Regions from separate parts of the Mus musculus genome. Here region 1 is linked to region 2. Evidence: chromatin contacts called from public Hi-C data. All regions are on one chromosome and are shown on one strand. The core of a region is the stretch at or near the end of the contact, and the rest is flanking DNA. Distances in the headings are between cores, read along the strand shown. Region 1 overlaps Cers6 (ceramide synthase 6). Region 2 overlaps Cers6 (ceramide synthase 6).

Region 1 (3,157 bases), core at 406-2,905, 150 kb after region 2:
AACAGTAGACACCATCTTTGAAATTAAGTCATAGCCCTGAAAAGGGAGTGTTTTCCGTCTCTGCCCTTGCTATTCTTTCGCATCTTCTTATGAGTTCATTACTATTAGCACAAGTCTTTGCTATCCCTAAATCGATTGGTAATGGAATATCAATGGTGGGACCAGGAATTTTCTAGGTACTCGGGACATGTCCTGTAAGGGAAGCAAATGGAACCAGGCATTGTACTGAACACCTTCAGGTACATGTGGACTTCTGTGCACATAAGGCCTTTCTATACCTTCCCTGTTCTCCACATAGCTGCAATGGGTGGAGGCTGACACTAGGTACTCCTTCTAGGCTAAGGGTGACTTGAAATAGAACTCTACTTTGCATTTGAATCCCTTAATTTATTTAGATTGGGAATGAATTTACATAATCAGCATGACACAGTTAGAAAAAGCTGAGAATTCCTAAGACTGTGGCATGGAGGACAGAAACCAGCCGGTTACCTTACCGGTTGTCTTTAGCCCAACTGGACTTTACTATCCACACCTATCTACATTTCTACTTGAAAAGGCTTCTAGGAACTTTAACTGGAAAGTTGGCATGCCATCCACTGCAGTGCCCCACATTTCAAAGGTAAATTTTGTAACATGAAAGACATTGTGATCAGTGTCATATAAAACGTACCACTTAACCTTGTTTCTAACTGTAAATGTAGCCGAAATAACTCTTGCATTCTGCCTGTAGCTGAGAAGTTGCTTGGTTTCAGATGAATGCTAGGACAGTAGCCCAGAATGTCGCTGTGGGCTGTTTTACAGAAAGCACAAGAGTCTGAGGGGCTAGGAGATAAGGTTATATTTAAAAGTGGAAACACCACTAGGATGGAAAGGAAGATGCCCCATCTGTGTGGATTCGGTTAAGAATGGCCTTGTGTTCGTAAGGTATCATAGTCCAGTACTGAGTAATTCTGCCCAGTGCTCCCCAAAGTGAAGAGAAACTCATGATCTCTGGCAACAGTAGTTAGCCGTGCCAAGAGCCATATGCTAATAAAATTAATGACTTTCTTTGTGTAGGGGGCATAGGAAATGAAATAGCATGTATGCAAGTATAATACTTTGTATAAGTCATATGTATATAAATACATACAGCAGATTATAGTCCAGAGTCTGTCTCAAACCTTCAGTGCACTTTTAAATATTGAACAAGCTCATGAAATTATTCATTATTCATTATGTCTTTAACACATATATTATATAAGTAACCGGATAGATTTCTAGGTGAAAAAATAGTAGTGCACTTCAATTTTAAACATTCCCTCTTTTATATGAGAGTGTCCATTCGTTACACATGTAAGAGTTCCATATGGGTGTGTATTTTAAGGATAAAAGTAAGACAGGCTTATATGCAGTTGACTCTTGCACAGCTCGTTACAAGGGGCATGCGTACACGAGGCAGGAGAAGTCTAATGCAGGGATCAGGGCCTCAATAGCTCTGAGACCTGGATGTAAACTTTTAACCTGAGTTAATTGATAGCAATTTTCTGTCAGCTGTATAATCTAGATGAAAAACGAGAGTAGTAATTTTACAGATTTCATATGCTCAGAGTGAGTCATGGGAGTGTTTCGCCAACTGCAGAGCGGCTGGCGAGTGCTGATTACTGCCATGCTCCCGCAGGAACTCTGCCCTTCCCATCGTGATCTGACTTGTCCTGTGACCCCCTCCGAGGCACATTCCCAGATGAGGATGCCAGAAGTCAGAAAATCTCATCAATACCAAATCTGACCTCAGCTCCAGCCAGGGCCATTTTCCCAGACTGCATTGCTGATAGCATTTGCCTAAATACCTTGCTAATGTCTTTCAGTCTTAAAGAGACATGTCAGTGGGAAGTAGATCTCTTTCAAGGTACCACTGGGCACTGATGCTTCCTTCACTGGGCCACAGGATTCCGCAGGAAGACCTTGTGAGGTCCTTCATGAGAGTTCCCCCTCTCATGGCCTCCCTCCTGCCCAGCTGTCCTCCAATCTGCACATTCCATCACAGGGACTATGCAGTTTACCACATGGCTTTGTAGAGACACCAGCTTTCAGTCTATAGCAATTTTCCTTGTCACTTAGAGTTTAAAACTGCTGATCTAACGTCTAAGCCTAAAGTACCTCGTCAGAAATATGAGAGAGACATAGTTTCCTTGATGCCTGTCCTGAGTGAGTAAGGGCCATCTTGTGATAGCTATCCATTGCATTGTGATTGGCAGATGGTGCGTATAACATTAATTTCCTTTACAGTATGGAGTCTTGCCTTCTGAACAGTAGTCTAAATGTATTTGAAGAGCTTTAGAGTTTTGTTTTAGTTCTTTGAGTAAACCAAGACACTTCATTATAGCTCAATAAATATAACCAAGAGTAGCTCATCAAAGTGTTGTTGAGAAAACATTAAATTAAATACACTTCACTGACTTTACTATCTCCCTGAGCCTCTGAGGCAGTCAGAACAGGCATTATCTTCCATCCCTGGCCCCTGCCATTTTTTAAGTAACTTTACTACCAAGCTATGGAGCTGGGCCTTTATCTCAGACATCCTGGCTATCTGCTTAGTCAAGTATGTTGGCAGCCTTCCTGTCCCTCTGATCTTTAAATAAATATCTCAGAATCATCTGTTTTGAATATAGCATCCTATTGCCCATTTTCTAAACATACAACTCTCTTGAACTTGTGCTTCATTGACCATTCCGGAAAGCATCCATGCCACCCACTAGTTCTGTGCTTTGAACTGTCACAACAGCTGTCCTGTGTGTGCTCCAGGACATGTCTCCAGTTGCCTGAGGGATCTTGTAGCTGCTGTATGTGAAGGAACCGTAGAAGCTGTTGTTCCGTTCAATAATGAATTGAATCCCAAACTGCCGTGGTGGCTAATGCTTTCTGGGTTTAAGATGAAATGGAATTACTGCTCTCGAGCTGTGGTCTGTAGGCAGCCTCCAGAGTACTGTTGTGTATCAGAAAACAATGGGACTGCATGGGGTTGCATGTGTTCAGCATAAGCCTGGCTTACCAGTCAGTGTGAGCCTCTGGCTTTTGGGATACAGATTGGGTTTCCCGTTGAGTAAACCTTCCCATTTTTTCTTTTCCTCAGCCACTCACAGCTGACCTTCACTACTATTACATCCTGGAGCTGTCATTT
Region 2 (3,205 bases), core at 659-3,158:
TTTTCTTTTCCCTCTCCTCTCCTCTCCTCTCCTCTCCTCTCCTCTCCTCTCCTCTCCTCTCCTCTCCTCTCCTCTCCTCTCCTCTCCTCTCCTCTCCTCCCCTCCCCTCCCCTCCCCTCCCCTCCCCTCCCCTCCCCTCCCCTTCCTCCTCTCCTCCCCTCCCCTCCCCTCCCCTCCCCTCCCCTTCCTCCTCTCCTCCCCTTCCTCTTCTCCTCCCCTCCCCTCCCCTCCCCTCCCCTCCCCTCCCCTCCCCTCCCCTTCCCTTCCGTGGAACCCAAGATGTCCTAAACTTGTAGTCATCTTATCTCTCCTTCCCAGCTGCTTGGATTCCAGGTGTGCACTCACTACCATGCCATACTCAAAATACAGAAACCTTCACGATGAGTTAAGCAATGTTTCTCCCAAAACGGATTTGAACAAATTAGATGGCTAACCTTCTATGCTGTGAAGCGCTAGAGCCCACCTAACATGTTATGATCTTTTCTTGTTAACATTATGTAGTGATTTTATGTCACTGTGATCAAATCCCTGACTGAGGAGAGGAGATGTGGCTCACAGCTCAAGGAGCCAGTCCTTCCAGATGGGGAAGGCATTGCTAGAGCAGCTTGGCAGACAGAGGGACAGAAATGTGGGGTGGATTGTAACCCATAAGACCTTCCTCTAATGCTCTATAGCAGTGAGGATTTATAGTTTAAAGGTTCATAGCCTCCACCAACAGAACAGCTGTGACCCGTGCGGGGAATATGTCTATGCAAATCATAATAAATATATTCTCTTCATTTATACACAGTGTCAAAGTTATAATTTTCCAATGGATTGGTTATTTTCAATAATTAATTTTCAGGTAATTTCAAATTTACAGTTGTTGCTAAATGGACATAGAGTTGACAGATTCTGGGTTTCCTCATGGTTAATATTTTACTGTATTCATACTATGGTCTGTGCTCTCTCTGTAGCATATGCTTGTGATCTTGAACTCCTTATCTTTGCCTTGTGAGAGCAAGTTGCAAATCTATTGTCCAGTTACCTTGAATCACTTGACCGTGCACTTTGCCCAACAATAATGATCTCCAACATAACCAGTGAGAGCACTAAAACTTAGCAAACAAACTGCCATTCAATTCATAATATCGGCATTGTAAACTCAACAATAGGTCTTTTTTCCTTCTGTTTCAGGATCCTGTCCAGGTGTATACATTGCATATAATGCTCATGGCTCTTTGAACTCTTGATTAAAAACAGTTTCTCAGCTTCCCTTGTCTTTGGAACCCTTGACAGTTTTAAAGAGCACAGGGCTTTAATTATCCAGAGATAAGGTTCTTTCTAATGTTTCCTCGTGAGTCATCTTAGTTAACACAGTTTCAGGACTCAGAAAGAATGCTGTGTTCATCTGAAGACACTGTATCCGAGCTGGAAGATGCATGCATAGCATACCTGTCCACTATTGTGGATGTGAAACCTCGGTCGCCTGCACGACAACCTTACCCACAACCACCTGCAATGTCTTCTCTTTTGTAACAAGTTTGGATTTTGTATGAAGAGTTTTGAGAATTCTGCCAGCATCAGCTTCTTATCAAAACTCAATCCACCAGCCTCAGTGATGATTGCACCTGAATCAACTCCCGCTGGCGTGGTAGCCATTCTTCCTACGCTGGCTGGCGTTCTGTTAGAACTCAGGTGCTTCTCTTAGCCTTGCTCTCTTCCCTTTGAAGTTTTTTCCAGCTCTCTTAACTGTTGGGAATTTCAGGTATGATGTTCCTGATTCTAGATCTAAGCCCTCTGCAAAACCAGTTCCATTTAGCATGTGGAAAGCAGGGCCTGACTTGGACTGCTCGTCACTCTGCTGTCTGTGCTCACACAGTTGACAGGGAAGCTGTGTCTCTAAGCAGGAAGGTGCTTAGTCCTCTCACCCGCCCTTCTGTGGTGGACCCCGACCTGCTAGATTCCTACTGTGTTATGGGAAGAGAAGACAGCTTAGAACTGGAACCAACAGGAAAACCTTTCTCCACGAGTGGAGGATAGAGTTTGGAAAACATTGTTTTCCTGTCTACCTCAGAGTTGGAATAAGTTCATTAACTTTAGGCACATTAGCCTTTCCTTTGTAGGTGAGGAGGCAAAATCCAGATAAAATATCAGAGCTTCCTGGCTTGTAACACTGCGCCGAGTTAAAATTGACAAGGGAGAGAAACAGGCTGGGTTTCCTGTATGTGCAGACCGCCACATTTCTCCAGGCAGCTTCCTTTCTGTCCAGATAAGGCTTGAGTGGACACTTGCGATCCTGACTCTTAATTATGCACTCTGCTTTAAGCTTCCTGTTTCCATGGCACTGTTACTGCCTTTCTGAGATACCACAGTGGTCTATGATCAGATTTCCATCAAGGGTTTTTGTGATCAGAGGCCATTTTGCTCCTCTGGGCGACTTTCTGTGTCTGTAATCTTAGATCGATTTTGGCGTTTACTTTTGAGATGGTCATTTAAACATCAAACCACATTTTCTTTATTGCAGTTGCTGCTATGTACTCATACTAGGTTTAATAGAGTTCAGTCTAATTCACTCTTGGTTAAAAGTATTTCTTTTTTTTTGAGGCATGAAATCTATATTCTTCTTTGGCTTCATGAACTCTGCCAGCTTGACTGAATGTTCCCTTTATGGGATACAATTTAGATAATCTTTAATTTTTTTTAAAATTAAGAAAATTCCTATGTATGTATATATGTATATATGTTTGCCTGAGTTTATAGGAACCACATACCATGTCTGAAGAGGCCAGGGGGTGTTGAATCTTCTGGAATAGGCAAAACAGGTAAAACACCTGATGGGGGTGCTGAGAACTGAACCCAGAGATATTCATTCTATAAGAGTAGGAAACACTCTTACCTCTTAAGCTATCTCTTCCACCACACAGTTATATATTCTTAAATAGTTTCACCACAGGCCTGTGGGCTTGTCTGTGGGATGTTTTCTTGGTTGATTGATGTGCGAGGCCCCAGCTTACTCTGGGTAGTGCTTTCCACGAGGAGGTGAGCCTGGGCTTCATGGGAAATGTAGATGATCATGCCAGTAAACAGTAGTCATTCCTCCATTGTCAGTTCCTGCCTTCAGGTTCTTGCCTTGTGTTCCTGCCTTGGTTTCCCTAGAGATAGACTGAATCCTGCAAGGCAAGTCAACTTTGCCTCCCCAACTGGTTTTGGTCATGGTGTTTAT

The links. Hi-C and Micro-C count contacts between places; a contact is called where the count stands out from the background.
Region 1: a contact with region 2 is called in a Hi-C map of liver, with 3 times the contacts expected there. The contact joins two enhancer-like sites. A contact is called at or near these places in 9 of 484 Hi-C or Micro-C datasets (the G1E-ER4 cell line, the HPC-7 cell line, the N1E-115 cell line and 5 more) and 8 of 115 datasets of contacts at active chromatin or transcription factors (CD8 T cells, double positive thymocytes, embryonic fibroblasts and 1 more).

Annotation. Positions count from the first base shown.
Region 1 is chr2:69,047,671-69,050,827 of GRCm38.p6, forward strand. It overlaps Cers6 (ceramide synthase 6), which reads left to right. Exons shown (of 10, transcript NM_172856.4): 6 at 3,110-3,157. Among named protein-coding and RNA genes, the nearest start is that of Gm39840, 81 kb to the right of the region's middle. Within about 2 kb of position 1,656, at least 7 of the 459 cell types and tissues checked have an H3K27ac peak or open chromatin away from gene starts, as enhancers often do. A contact at or near this core is called in liver, where this site is marked.
Region 2 is chr2:68,898,958-68,902,162 of GRCm38.p6, forward strand. The region is part of intron 1 of Cers6 (ceramide synthase 6); the gene reads left to right. Among named protein-coding and RNA genes, the nearest start is that of Cers6, 39 kb to the left of the region's middle. Within about 2 kb of position 1,909, at least 46 of the 459 cell types and tissues checked have an H3K27ac peak or open chromatin away from gene starts, as enhancers often do. A contact at or near this core is called in liver, where this site is marked.